Linked DNA regions of Mus musculus: region 2 is linked to region 1. A link is a contact called in public HiChIP or PLAC-seq data. All regions are on one chromosome and are shown on one strand. Each heading gives the region's core, a stretch centred on a gene start, on an enhancer-like site or on the middle of the called end of the contact. The rest is flanking DNA. Distances are from core to core; before and after follow the strand shown. Region 1 overlaps Babam2 (BRISC and BRCA1 A complex member 2). Region 2 has its middle 6.5 kb from the start of Gm36732.

Evidence for each region. HiChIP or PLAC-seq counts read pairs in DNA pulled down with a chosen protein or histone mark.
Region 2: a contact with region 1 is called in a FOXA1 HiChIP or PLAC-seq map of pancreatic cancer cells. The contact joins two enhancer-like sites. A contact is called at or near these places in 5 of 39 promoter capture datasets (the C10 cell line, cranial neural crest, embryonic stem cells and 2 more), 1 of 15 datasets of contacts at CTCF or cohesin (the NIH/3T3 cell line), 15 of 484 Hi-C or Micro-C datasets (the AML12 cell line, the HL-1 cell line, bone marrow-derived dendritic cells and 10 more), 3 of 115 datasets of contacts at active chromatin or transcription factors (bone marrow-derived dendritic cells, microglia and pancreatic cancer cells) and 2 of 9 other capture datasets (adipose tissue and embryonic stem cells).

What each region holds. Positions count from the first base shown.
Region 1 is chr5:32,067,258-32,073,738 of GRCm38.p6, forward strand. All of the region lies in intron 11 of Babam2 (BRISC and BRCA1 A complex member 2), which reads left to right. Among named protein-coding and RNA genes, the nearest start is that of Gm40277, 20 kb to the right of the region's middle. Within about 2 kb of position 2,759, at least 43 of the 459 cell types and tissues checked have an H3K27ac peak or open chromatin away from gene starts, as enhancers often do. A contact at or near this core is called in the HL-1 cell line, muscle stem cells, pancreatic cancer cells and 1 more, where this site is marked.
Region 2 is chr5:32,188,295-32,194,775 of GRCm38.p6, forward strand. No RefSeq gene overlaps it. Among named protein-coding and RNA genes, the nearest start is that of Gm36732, 6.5 kb to the left of the region's middle. Within about 2 kb of position 3,932, at least 142 of the 459 cell types and tissues checked have an H3K27ac peak or open chromatin away from gene starts, as enhancers often do. A contact at or near this core is called in the HL-1 cell line, muscle stem cells, pancreatic cancer cells and 1 more, where this site is marked.

The DNA of each region.
Region 1 (6,481 bases), core at 1,509-4,008:
ACGTGGCCTTCACAGTAACCTCCAGATCATCAGAGGATGGGATGCACAGCGAGAAGTGGAGAAAAAATTCCAGTGACTCCTGTCTTCCACACAGACACTTAGTCAACCCAGTGGAAAATGGAAGGCAAGAAAGCAGAAGTTAGGTCAAGAGATGCCTAGGTAAACCTTATCCAAAGTCACCTCTGAGGGGAAAATAATAATTCATTTCTTTGTGTCCCATGAAAGGCAGTGCCAGGTGCCCAACAGAGAGAAACAGGACATAACTGTATGTTATGGGTTGGCAAATCCATTCAGCAAATATATAGGAAACATGTGCAAGAAATTATATACAAAACATGTGCAGAGCCCTGGAGACCCTAACATTTAACACACACACACACATACAGAGAGAGAGAGGGAGAGAGAGAGAGAGAGAGAGAGAGAGAGGTGCTATTCTCAGAATGTTGAAACTCAGAACCCCTATTTCAAAGAACCCCAGCTCCCAGGCATTATTGTAATGCCTGGCATAGTGTTGTTTAGTGGTGGCTGCTGCCACACTGAGACACTTGATCTTTTTTCTGAATGCAGTAGGGTTTTCCTAACAAACTTATGGGTTGATATAGGTCCACCTTAATGTGGGCAAGTAGATCCTAGTAGAGCATTCATGGCCTTGGAAATGGCGATGAAGTTGGTGAGAGCATCATGTCTTCTTGTCAAGCTCTTCATCAAGGACCCAGTAAAGGAACCATTGGCTTGGACCCATTAACCCTTACCTTGCCAGCCTGGAGCTTTCCAAACCTATTCTGGTTCTCTGGTGTTAGAATGCCATGTATATAGAACTGAAGATTGCCAGTTGGAAAAGTGCCTGCTTTACAGGTTGTATGAGTTTGTTCCTCAGAACCCACATCTAAAAAGCCAGATGGAGTGGCACACGCTTGTAGCACAGGAGAGGCAGAAATAGGTAGATCCCTGTGATGTGCTGGCTGGCCAACCTATCTCCTTGATAAGTTCCAGGCCATTGAGAAACCCCTTCTCAAAGTGGGGGGGGGGGGGAGAGGGGTACATCACCTAAGGAATGACACCCAAGGTTGTATTCTAGTCCCTTCATATACCATACCCATACACATGAACATCCATATATGTACACACTCACATGTACATGCACACACTATGTACACACATGGACATACACACACTATGTACACGTGTACTCACATGTACATACACACACATGAAAATAGAGTTGCTAGATACAGTGCCACTTACTGCAAAAACAGTAAAGTTTTGCTAAGTAACAAATAAGTTCATAAAAGTATCCCCCTTGCAAGACATATTGACACTAAAATGTCAAATGCTGTTTATCTAAAGCTTGAACATAGTAGGGCTTCCTGTGCTGAAGGACAATCCAAACCAGGTCCTTAGCTAGAGCAACCTGCATATCTAAAAGTAGGATCGACTCTCCTTGTCTCTCAGGTAATAAAAGCTCTATCTAGAGGACCTCGGGCAGAGCCAGCAGTGCAGATAGTCCCCACTGTGTGGGAGTGGGAGTGGGAGAGGCAGGAGGAATGTCACATGCTGATCTGCACATCCCTCCCAGCTCTCAGTGTCCCTAAACACAACACAGCTCAGACCTGCCTGCCTCAGGCTTCAAAGTTCCATGGAGGATTTTTCTTTTCAGAACATTCTCGCAGACAGTTGGTAGAAGAGGCCTCAGAGGCCTAGTAACTTATCTCACTGAAGAAGAGCCAGCCTCAGAGTCAATGAGTGCCTCCTCTACAGGGTTCCTCCTGAATTTGAGAGAGCAACCCTCATCCCCCATGTGGGATGCTAATGGACTGGCTGGTCACTGCACCAAGAATCTGAGACTAGAGAAGGCAGTTCAGGAGGAGGCGCTCTGCCCCAGTTCCGAATCTCTTCTGTCTTCTGCTTTGGGCCCTTAGTGATTATTCAGGGGATCTGAGAGTTCCAGGCACTCTTGTTTCTGAATAGTTTCTGTGGATTGCAGGATAAGCCCTCCCTAGGGCCGGTGCTCCCTCCTTTGAGACACCACGCTAGGCTATGTATTTGGATCCCTCTCTTGAAGGCAGTGGCTAAGCCCTAACAGACCATGCTGCTGGGAATGGTGGATTCCCTGAGACCAGGCTGATCCTAGCCTGCCTGGTGCACACTTCCTTGCTACATTCTCTGCCCCACCCTGACCAAGTGTTCTGTGGTTGCAATGGAAAAATCCACCTTAAAGAAGATAGTTTTAAACATCAGCTTCAGGAAGATTCTGTGTAACCTGAGGTGAGAATTAAAGCAAAGCAGGTTTAGGTTTGGGCAGAATCGAGTACCCTTGTGCCTGAGAGTGACTTTGACCTCTTATTCCTCCCAGACTGATTATCCAGCTGCCAGAGAGTTCTTAGACGAATCACTTCATTAAATAGTGTCACTGGCAAGGTGATATTAGCCCTAAGACCAGTTTTATCTGGACGTTCTGAAAGCACACTTGACTGTTCAGGCAGAGACGGCCCACGTGAACCGCAAGCTTGATCATGGGATCTTCCTTTCTTCATTTTCTTGTTCTTGCCTCAGCCTGTCAGGAGACCAAGAAAACTTGTTTTGAAAATGCTTGACAGCCAAAACAACCTGTTCTCAGCCGGACAAGAGGGCTTGTCCTCCCTGACCATTTCTGTGCAATTAGACAAACTGCTGACTGGAAAAAACGAATTTGCTGCTTTCTTCTCCTATTGTCCACAGACAAGTGCAGTGGCTTTCCAGTTCCTTTTGGCTTCTTTCCACAGCCCTTCTCCTGAGGCACTCTTAGACTGTGTCTGAGTCTCGCTGATTAGTGACCACGAGCAGCATACACTAGGAAAGCCACAACCCCTTCTTCCATCAGTGCGAGATGAGTTGTGTATCCCATCTTAGACAGATTGGACCCAAACAGAGATGTTTAACCTGTGATTTTCCATTCAATTGTTAGTCCCTTCTTGTAGGGTGAAAGTCTTATTTAAAATCTCCAATTATCCAAGTAGCCATCTTTCCTTCAACTTTGTTGGCTCTTGGGCCTGCTCTGTTCCCACCATGAAGCCTTGCAAATTCAGTCTTGGACAGCAGCATAATTCCCTGAGGGAATTCACCTCTACACAGAGAAGGTGCAGACTAGATAAGGGATCAGTGAACAGTCAGAGATCTGCACTACCAGCGCCTGTTTTTATGAATAAAGTTTTATTAGAACATAGCTACCCCTGTCCATTTACATCTTGTCTACAGCCATGATCAGTTCAGAGCAGATACGAGTTATTGTGACAGAGATTTGACCTACAAGCTGAAAATATCTAATGTCTGACTCTTTACAGAATATGTGTTGACCTTTAAACTGGAAGTGCTCTGAGTTCTAACAAGGACTCTGGTCCCTAAAGTAGGTACCAAGGAGCTGACTAGGAAATAGGTCTCTCCTTCTCCCCATAGTTGGCACTACAGAGCATGCTCTGTGAAGTGCATAAAGGGTGGGGAGCTTACTCCCCTTTGTTTTTACAGGTTTTTTTTTTCTGTATGTCTGTGTTTGTTCATTGGTCTGGTGGCTCTGACACACATGGTGTCTACCAGATTTAGATGGGGGCAGGGGGCCAACACCCTCCTTGCTGCGTGGGACTGATTGTCTTCAGCGGCTTGGTTCAAGGTGGGACACCCATGTGTACCTACATGGAAGGGAATGCTGATTTGAATACTGACTCATCTGCTTGGTAAACACAGTGGGTAAGGGAACCACATGCTGTCTTCAAGAGCCCAGATGCCCAACCCTCTCCCACCCCTGCTCTGTCTGGATTCGCCTTCTCTCCCAGTCTGAGCAGTGGGATGGGGAAGAAGGCCAAAAGTGCTGAAGTGATTGGTAAGCTCTAGTAAGAAACCAGGAAGGGCTCCTAAGGGACCCCCTAAAATGTGAGCTAGGGGGAAAACCAGTGAGGCTCCTAAAGGACCTCTAACGTGAGAGCTAGGAAGCACCTATTTTTTTTTTAACCTTTTTGCACTCAAAGCCAATGCAAACAAGGGTGTCATTTATAGAATTCACTTCCCAATGAATTTACTTTGCGAGCTTCTGTTATATACCAGCTCTTTACTGACCAAAACTGCAAACTTGGTCTGCAGGAAAGCTTGTGCAGACTAGGAAAGGCTGCCTCTGCCCCCTTTAGGTTGGTAGTTTCACTAGTAGCTTGGAACAAAGCTGTCTCTTTTCTCTGCTCCTCTGACTCTGAATGAACACACAGCTTAGCAAGATGAGCACAGGCTGGGCACTGTGTTGCCCTGCCACAGCAGTTGCTGGACTCCCAGATGCAATAGCGGTTGCTGACACTCGCCCGGTGTGTCCACAGAGTCCTGTAATGTGATCCTTGCTGCCTGGTATGTCGCCTTGCCTTTGAGATCATAACAAGCAGAAATAGTCTCAGTAACACCCTTCCACACCTGCCCCCAGCCCCCTAAGCAACAAGAACATGGCTCAGGGATGGAGGGTGGGTGCTCTGTGGTTGCGAGCAGAGACATGGTTCTCTTGTTTAGGCTTCATTAGTTCAGGTGCTGATGTTGGCCCATCCTTGCCAACTTCTGGCCTAAAACTAGCTCAGCTTGAAGCACACACATGGTTTCCCACTATGTGCTATCTCAAAGGCAACACACACTAACAGCACCAAGAGTTGGTTCAGAGGCCCAGAGTTAGGTACGCCATTCATGAGGAAACTGACCCCATTCCCAAGGCAGCGATCGGGTCACATGCTGCACAGTAAGTACAGGGGTGGCATTCCACTGGGACACCGCCTACCCTCACACTGTGTACTGTCAGAACTGTTTGCTGAAGGCTGTGACACGCTCCCATGGATATTATGTGTGGTCAGATCTGATGCCACTCCTCAGTTCATGCTGGGAATTATAGTGGGCCAGGCACATGAACACATTTTTTAAAGATTTCCATCTTCCATGTCTCAGCCTGCATCTGACTTTGGCTCCCAAAGTTTAGAGTCTAGTGGAGAAGGAAGAAAGAGAGGCCGGGTACCTGAATCCTTCATATCAATTTCCTGTCCTTGTTCTCAGTTTGAAAAGACTATGGGAGGAGAGGGAGTGTCACTCATCATTGTCTTGAGCCCCTAAAATGTGTAGAGCACCCTTCTAAGGAACAATTGTGTCCTATGGATATATCACATCTGTCTTGGTGACCTCAAAAGATGGAGTGGAAAGATGAAGGGCAGACATGCAGATCACCATTCACCCCATGGGAGGCAGGAAGATGAGGTCAATATGGAACTGGCCATGCAACCATACCCAAGGCTTGAGATTAAATGGTCCTGGTTTTCTAAGTGTGCAGCTTCCAGTCACCAGGCTTCTGATGTTGTTGAAGTGTGTTGTGGTGGCTGGACACAGGATTGAGACAGCACTCCAAGGGCCGCATTGTGTAGAATGTGGCACACGTCAGACTTCATTCTTCCCCTTCAATGTCTAAGCTTCAGTGGCCTCAGAAGGCGCCAAAGGCCCTCCCAAGCTAGAGGGTACTATTGGCAGGGCACTGGGTTGCATACATGTTCCTGTCTGACACTGAGCTAGTTCCTGCCTTACTGTATGCCCGCTTGTTTGTGGATATTGTGGAATGGAGTAACAAGATCCACTTATTGTGGAGTAGAATAACAGGCTCTATCCTGTACATACTGCTATTTGGATTACAATGAAGTTATTTTTAAAAGCACATTATAAATTGCAAAATACCAAGTGCCAAGTTAGTTCATTCACTTAACTAACAGACACTGGAAAGTTATAGGGTGCCAGGTGGCACCAGTGAGTCCAGATCTCTCTGGAAGGTGTTCAAGGAGGACAGTGACTCAGTTGGTAAAGTGCTTGCCACACAAGCATGAAGGTCTGAGTCTGAGGCTTGGCACACATGTAAAAAGCCAAGCCTGGTGATGCACACTCATAGTCCCAGGGCAGGTGAGGCAGAGACGGGATCCCTCGGATTCACTAGCCAGAGACCGGAACCTGAGAACAAGCCTCAGGTACCAGTGAGACCCTGTCTCCAAAAACAAGGTGGACAGCTTCTAAGGAAGGTAACCTCTAGTCTTCAGATACATGTCCACATGCATCTACATAAATATACAGACATAGAGAAAGAGGAGAGAGGCTGTGGGAGGGGGTAGATAGTCTGGTAAGAGTAGGGTGGGGCAGAAAGAAAACCAAAGTGGCCTCAGTTCTTCCAATGCCCGACATTGTGCTCTTAACACCCCAAGCAGAAAAAAAGATGGAGACCCTAGGACTTCCCCAAAAACATGGGGAGCAAGTGATGCGTCTGTATTTAAATTTAGTTCTGCTTCTAAAGCTCACAGTTTTCCCTCACAGCTGGGCAGCACAGTTGTAGAATGTGCTCCTTGCCTTTGAGTAACCAGGAAGCTCTAACATCCAGTCTTCTCCCAACAATGACCCAGACAAAAACCAAGGCCAGGCAGATCCTCTGGTTCTAGACCAGACCATAGGAATCCTGTCA
Region 2 (6,481 bases), core at 2,682-5,181, 120 kb after region 1:
AAACTGCTAGTTTTCTAAACTGGTCTTCACTCTATACCCCCAGCAAGGATATATGGGTAATAGTTGTTGTAGGTACTCACCGACATTTGGGATCGCTGAACTTAAGTTTAGCCATGTTAGCAATGACACTCCACATTTGCTTCACACCTTGTTGGTGAACACGGAGATGCTGAACAACGTTCATTTGCTCACCTGCAATTTGTAATCTTCATTTATGACATGCTTCTTAAAGTCTCTCCTTTAATTTTATATATATATATATTTTTTTTCTAAAGACTCTCCTTTAATTTTATATATATATATATTTTTTTTTAAACCAGGATGTCAGTGTTATATATAGCCTAAGCTGTCTTCAAATTCACAATCCTCCTGTCTCACCTTCCCTGGTGCTGCTTTGCAGGTATGTGTGGCCATACCTGGCTATTTGCCTCTCCTTTGTGCGCTTTCCTAGTTTAGATCTTTGAATTATTAATCAGTTAGCATTACTATATGCTGGACGTGAGAATTTTAACAGACATGCGTTTTGTGGTTCCTTTTTCAGACTGGTTTGCCTGCTTATCTGTGTCTTTTATTTTGAGAAAGGGGTCCTTCTATATCGTTCAGACTGGCCTGGGACTCACTGTTTAGCCCAGGTGAGCCTCAAATTCATGATGTTCCTGCCTCAGCCTCCGAAGTGCCACCTCACCAAGCTCAACAAGACTTTTTGATTTAAAACACACACACACACACACACACACACACACACACACACACACACACACACATTCTTTTACTCTAATGAAAATATTTCTATGAAACCCATACCTTGTACAAGAATGAAAGTATGTCAGCTTAAATATGACTTGGGATGGGGAGAGCTGGGTCCTGAGTGAGCTTAGACAGGAGGAGAATGAATTTGAGGCCAGTCTGGACCAGAGAGTAAGGCCTAGTTTGAACAGTAAAGCTGGAGATAAGCAGAAATGTTCATAGCATCCAACTTAGCAGTGGGTTTTCTGGTGTTTGTGTGTGTGTGTGTGTGTGTGTGTGTGTGTGTGTGTGTGTGAACATGTCTGTGTGAATGTCTCTGTGTGTGCATGGAGGTCAGAGGTCAACATTGGATCTCTTTCTTAATCACTTTTCATATTATTCTTTGAGACAAGGTCTCTCAAGGAACCTGAAGCCCTTGGATTTAGCCAGACAGGGTGGCTCGGGGATCCTCTTGCCTCTGCCTCTCCAGCAGAGTAATTACCAGCCTCTGTCCCCATGCCTGCCCTGAGTACTCCAGACTCCAACCCTCATTCTTGTGCGGCAAGTATTTTATTGCGTCATCTCTCGTACCTCCTCCCAACCTCAGCCTTTATTATTTTTTATTTCTTTTTTACTAATTTGGATTCTTCAGGGCCTATTTAAGAAACTTTTGACTTCTTTGAGGACTGGTAATAGACATTTGTAATCCTAGCTACTGCAAAGACTGAGGCAGGAGAATTGCATGCTCCAGTTCTTCCTGAAGGATAGCGTGCGGTCCAGGCTAACCTAGGTAACAGTGAGATCCTGCCTCGAGATGAGGAGTCAGCAGCCCTGACTCTGTGTAGAACACTTGTGCAGCATCCATGAGGCCCTGGTTTCAATGTTTCTTTTTTATTTCTACAAAGATTGAGAAGACTTCAAGCTTTAGAGTTTTGCATCCATCTCAAAACAATGTTTGGATATGAGGTGAGGTAATAGCTTTAAATATCCAGTTGCTCTAGCAGCCTTTAATTAAAAAGGACTTTCCTTTGCTCACAGAAGCACACTGGTGCCTGTGCTGATGAGCAGTGGTGTGCATGCTCCAGGGTCCACCTCTAGCCTCCACTCTGTTCCCGCCATTCTCGTGTCTGGTCTTCTGTCAAGAGCATATGTCGTGTGACCCCTACAGCTTTCCCAAAGGCCTTAAATCAGGAAGCCAGAGCTCCCAGTCAGATAGTGTTTTTGTGAACCCGGGACTCTTTCCCCTCAGTATCTACTTGGTGCTTGCTCTGCTATTTGCTCAGGGCTGGTGCTCAACAAAGAAAGGTTGTCTTGGATTTGATTTTCAGAACCTCAGTTCTTAAGGCAGCTAGGGCACAAATTTGGACGAGAGCATGATGAAGTGTAGCTTTCTTGTCCTCCAGACAGGAACTCTTCTGGGACTGGAGAGAATTCTCCTATGCTGTGTGGAGATAAGGGAACTGGGAAGGATTGGAGGCAGAACAGCTGTCTGTGCCTACATTGTGGGAGAGTTCAAGAGATGGGAGACCCAGGGGTTGGCACGGAGCAGCCTCCAAGGCCCACATCCACCTGGATAGCCCCGAAGCAGCAGAATGATTGATCTAAGCTCAACCCAGAGAATGCCACGTTCTGAAGGCTCATTGGGCAGAAACAGTGGCCATTCCAGCAGAAATTTACATGGACAGGTCACCCCAGTGAACCCCTGAAAAATCATGTTTTACACAAAGAAAGATGAGGGATCCTGACTCTACCAATGGAGTTGTTTGTTTGTTTAACTTTTCTAGCATCAGGAGTCTTCACTGGGTTACAGGGGAAAGAATTTTACCTCTTATACACTGAGTAGATTACTCACGGTTTCTTCCCACCCTGTAGGACATCCCTAGTAAACCCCGCCTGACACTGAAGAATGTGAGCTGGGGACAGTCTGTCCCCTCTGATTGCACTGGAGCTAATGACATGACACTAGGGGAGCCCTGGAGAGTTGAATCCTCGTTCTCTTTGCTGTCCTAGCCCATGCCTGAGATATCAAAGTGCCATCAATCAGTTCATTTTGAAAGAGGGGATCTCACTATGTGGCTCAAGCCAACTTCAAATCAATAATCCTCTCTCCTCAGCCTCCCAAGTGCCAGGATCGCAGGTGTGTGCCCCATACCCAAATCAAAATGCATTCTTCTGAATTCTAACCCCTCTATCCTGAGAGGTTTCGTTCCATTCTCGTTTAGATCAACTGGAAGGAAATCCTAAAGGGTCCAAGCAGCAGTCCTCAAGGTCTGTGAGGAGCAATGTTTGGAGCAGTGGCTGTTTGGGGAGGGTAAAAGAGAGAACTCAGAGGTGGGGCTGCCTCCTGCTTCACGGTCCTGGTGTTATTTTCCATACCATTTGTGCCCTGGCTACACCCATGTTAGGTATGGGGAAACTGGTACTTCAGCCCTATTTACCAAGTGCCAGGAGAGTCTAGCTTGCGTGTTGTTTTGCCTCTATTAGTATGCTCAGCTTGCACTGTAACTCCAAGAATGTTAAAGAGACATTTCAAAATGCATTGAATTAATACATTCCTTTGCAGTGATCCTATGTCCGCTAAATGTTCCAAAATGCGACACATGGAAAACGGAAAACAGACCTAAAGTGTGTGTTTGACTGACACTGTGAATTAGGGCATCCCTCAAAGTATAAACACACCCCCCCTCACTGAATACATATCCCTGCAAGGGTAATCCCTGGGGTAGGGGCCCTTCTAAAGAAGCTGAGGCTAGACCACCAGTTTCAGGACTGCTGCTATACCTCACTGTGCTGGGGCAGAGCTGGGTAATTTGGTCAGAAGAAGTCAGGTAGTTCTCCAAGGGGTTAGTCCTCTGAGCCTACTTGCCTAGAAAGACATTAGGGTTGTTACCTGTTGCTGAGAAAGGCTAGCATCACTCAGGGGCTAGGAAGAGAGAGCAATGGATGAGGGCTTGTATGTAATTCATTGCTAAATAAAGGCTAGCCTCCTCCTGCCATGCCACACATACACATATACACACGTACACACACAACTGCGCGCACACACACATATACACACATGTATACACACACACACACACAAGTACAGACATGTACACCGCCCCCAGGCCTGTTGCCTTGCCTGGACTCCTGGTGCACATCTAGGGCTGTGGTCTAGGGAGCACTGAACTCATTCACCCTCCCAGCAGTCGGGCCATGACGCGCGTGAGCCTCTGACTCATCTCGATGTCATCAGCCCTATTTCCAGGAGTGAGTAACTCAGGGAGGGAGGTGTGGTGGGGGGGGGGTGGAGGGGTTGAAGAGGCAATGTGGTCCAGGAAGAGCCCCATCCCTCCTCCTCCAAAACAGGAAATGCTCCACTTCTTAAGAAAAGATGCACCCTGACTCTGCTCTGAAGTGGGCGGCTACACATCGAGCTGGCAGTGTAGGGACAGCAGAATCCAAAGCTGCCAGGACTTGTCTCTTCACCCCACCCCCAGTATCCAGGGAGTGTGTTAGCCAGAAGAGGGGCCAGTGGACTCTGATCAGACTTAGTAACGATAACGCATGCTATCAAGTATTTGATTCCCACTTTGGCCTATAGGCTTCCCAGTGCTCCATCAACAGGAAATACAAGGCTGGGATCCGAAAGCAGAGCCCTTCTTTCCCAGTCCGGCCTCACTATGGGCTAGGAAGATTTCCTCTGACATGAAGTCCCTGCCAACTTTGGCTTCTTTTCCTCTCTGAGATTCCAAATTGGGCTCAACCTGGACCTGACCCTGTTTCTTCCGTCATACTTTGAAATCCCAAGAGTGAGTGATTGTGGATGGGCTTCAAGTTCAGGACAGACCTTTGAAATAGAGTCACTCTGCCCCCCCTCACCCCCTGGCCTCCCCACCCCCCATCCCCACACCCAGTCCTCTGGTTTTCCAGACAGGCTCCTATAACATCCAAGGCTGGCCTTGAGCTTTTAATTCTGCTGCTTTTAATCTAATACTGTGAAATTATAGGCAGCCACCACCACACCTAGCTTAGAGTCCTTTGGACACAGCACTGGACCAGAAGATCCTGAGTCAAATAAAGGTTAGTAATTCTGCCCATAGTCTGCAAGGTGCCCTAATGTCTTAGCGCCCCCAGCTTGAGGGGTTAAGGTCCCCTGTCAGCTGACAGGGGACCTGGTATCTTACTTATCTTTGCGTCTTAGATTTCCTCCTACCTGATTCCTCTCCAGAGAGGTCTTAGGAAACATCCTTAGTTTCCTGTGGGAAGAATCTCCAGGAGAAGACCATGCTTAGGAAAAGACCTTGCATCTTGTGCGCACTCTCTGTGTCCTGGGCTTGACACTGCCGCTTACACTAAAGAACTTTCTGGATGGATCATCACCTATGTTGCCTGTGATGCCGATGTCATCTTCCTCATGTTTCTGAGGGAACTGGGGCTATATCGTCTTGATACTTAAGTGAAGGAGCAAGATGGGAACCCAGGTCTGGTGGCTTTGTGGCCGTTGCCACTCTTCTATAGAAAGCCCTGTGATGACCTCATTCAGGATTCTAACTGCAGACACTAATGAAACAGAAAGACTTGGCAGGGGGTCATTGCCTTTATTCCTCCAGATTTACATATTGCGACCAAAGGCCCCAGGACCTTTGAATATGACAGTATTTAGAGAAAGGCCATTTATTTTGTATTTATGGTTTATTTATTTACTTATTTGGGTTTTGGGGGGGGTTGTTTTTTGTTTTTTTTGTTTTGAGACAGGGTTTCATGTAGCCCAGGCTAGACTAAAGCTCAATATATAAGTGAAGATGACCCTAAATATCTAACAACCTGAGTGCTGGGATTACAGGTATGTGCCTAGCTGAGAAAAGGCCTTTAAAGAGATAATTACCTACTCCAATGTGGCCAATATCCTTTTATTGTATTGTTGGTTTTCTAAACAAACTCTCACTGTGTAACCCTGACTGGCCTGGAACTCACTATATGTAGCTCAGGCTGGCTCAGACTTGTGGTATTTGACTTTTGCCTCCTCAGTGCTGGGATTACAGGAGTGAGCTACCACGCACGGCTTGTGATTTGGACACAAACAGAGGAACAACAAGGGAAAGACAAGGGGAAAGTTGGCTGGTTGTAATCTCGGAAGGCCTCCAGAATTTCAATAAAGTAAATTTCTGTTGTGTGAGTTTGCAGCCAGTCCCCCAGGCCCCAGGCCCCAGGCCCCAGCCCCTCCCCTCTGCACCCAAGATGGTTTTCTGGGAGACACTGCAACCCTCCCCAAACAGAAGCTCTCCTTTTAAAATCCCCTGTGTTCCCAGCCCTGCACACAGTAGGTGCTGATTGTTTGCTGACCAGAGGACTGGAACACTGAACGCACACACCTCTCCAACAGGCAGAGACAATTCAAATGTTGTTGATTTTTGCAACTGTCTTTCCTTCTGTTGAAACTTCCTGTTTCTGAGGAACGGAGATTTTTTTTTTTTTCACAGATCCCAGAGGGCGTCCAGTAAACCAAGAAGCTATTACTATTACCAAATTGTTCTGGTTTTGATGAGCTCAATGGGTGTGAATCAGAAGTGGGCAGACTACTGAGTTTCCCTTGAAATAGACCCCAATTAATCGTAGCAGGAGGAGCACAAATATGTTTGGGACTTTAGTGACTGGAAGAAGTGGGCAGTGATGGTCAAGGCCAGGTGGGGTGGCTTCACACTTCTGGAAGAACAGGGTCTGGGGACACCCCTGAAGAAGCCACCGTAACACCCGGGGCCTGTTTGAAGAAAAA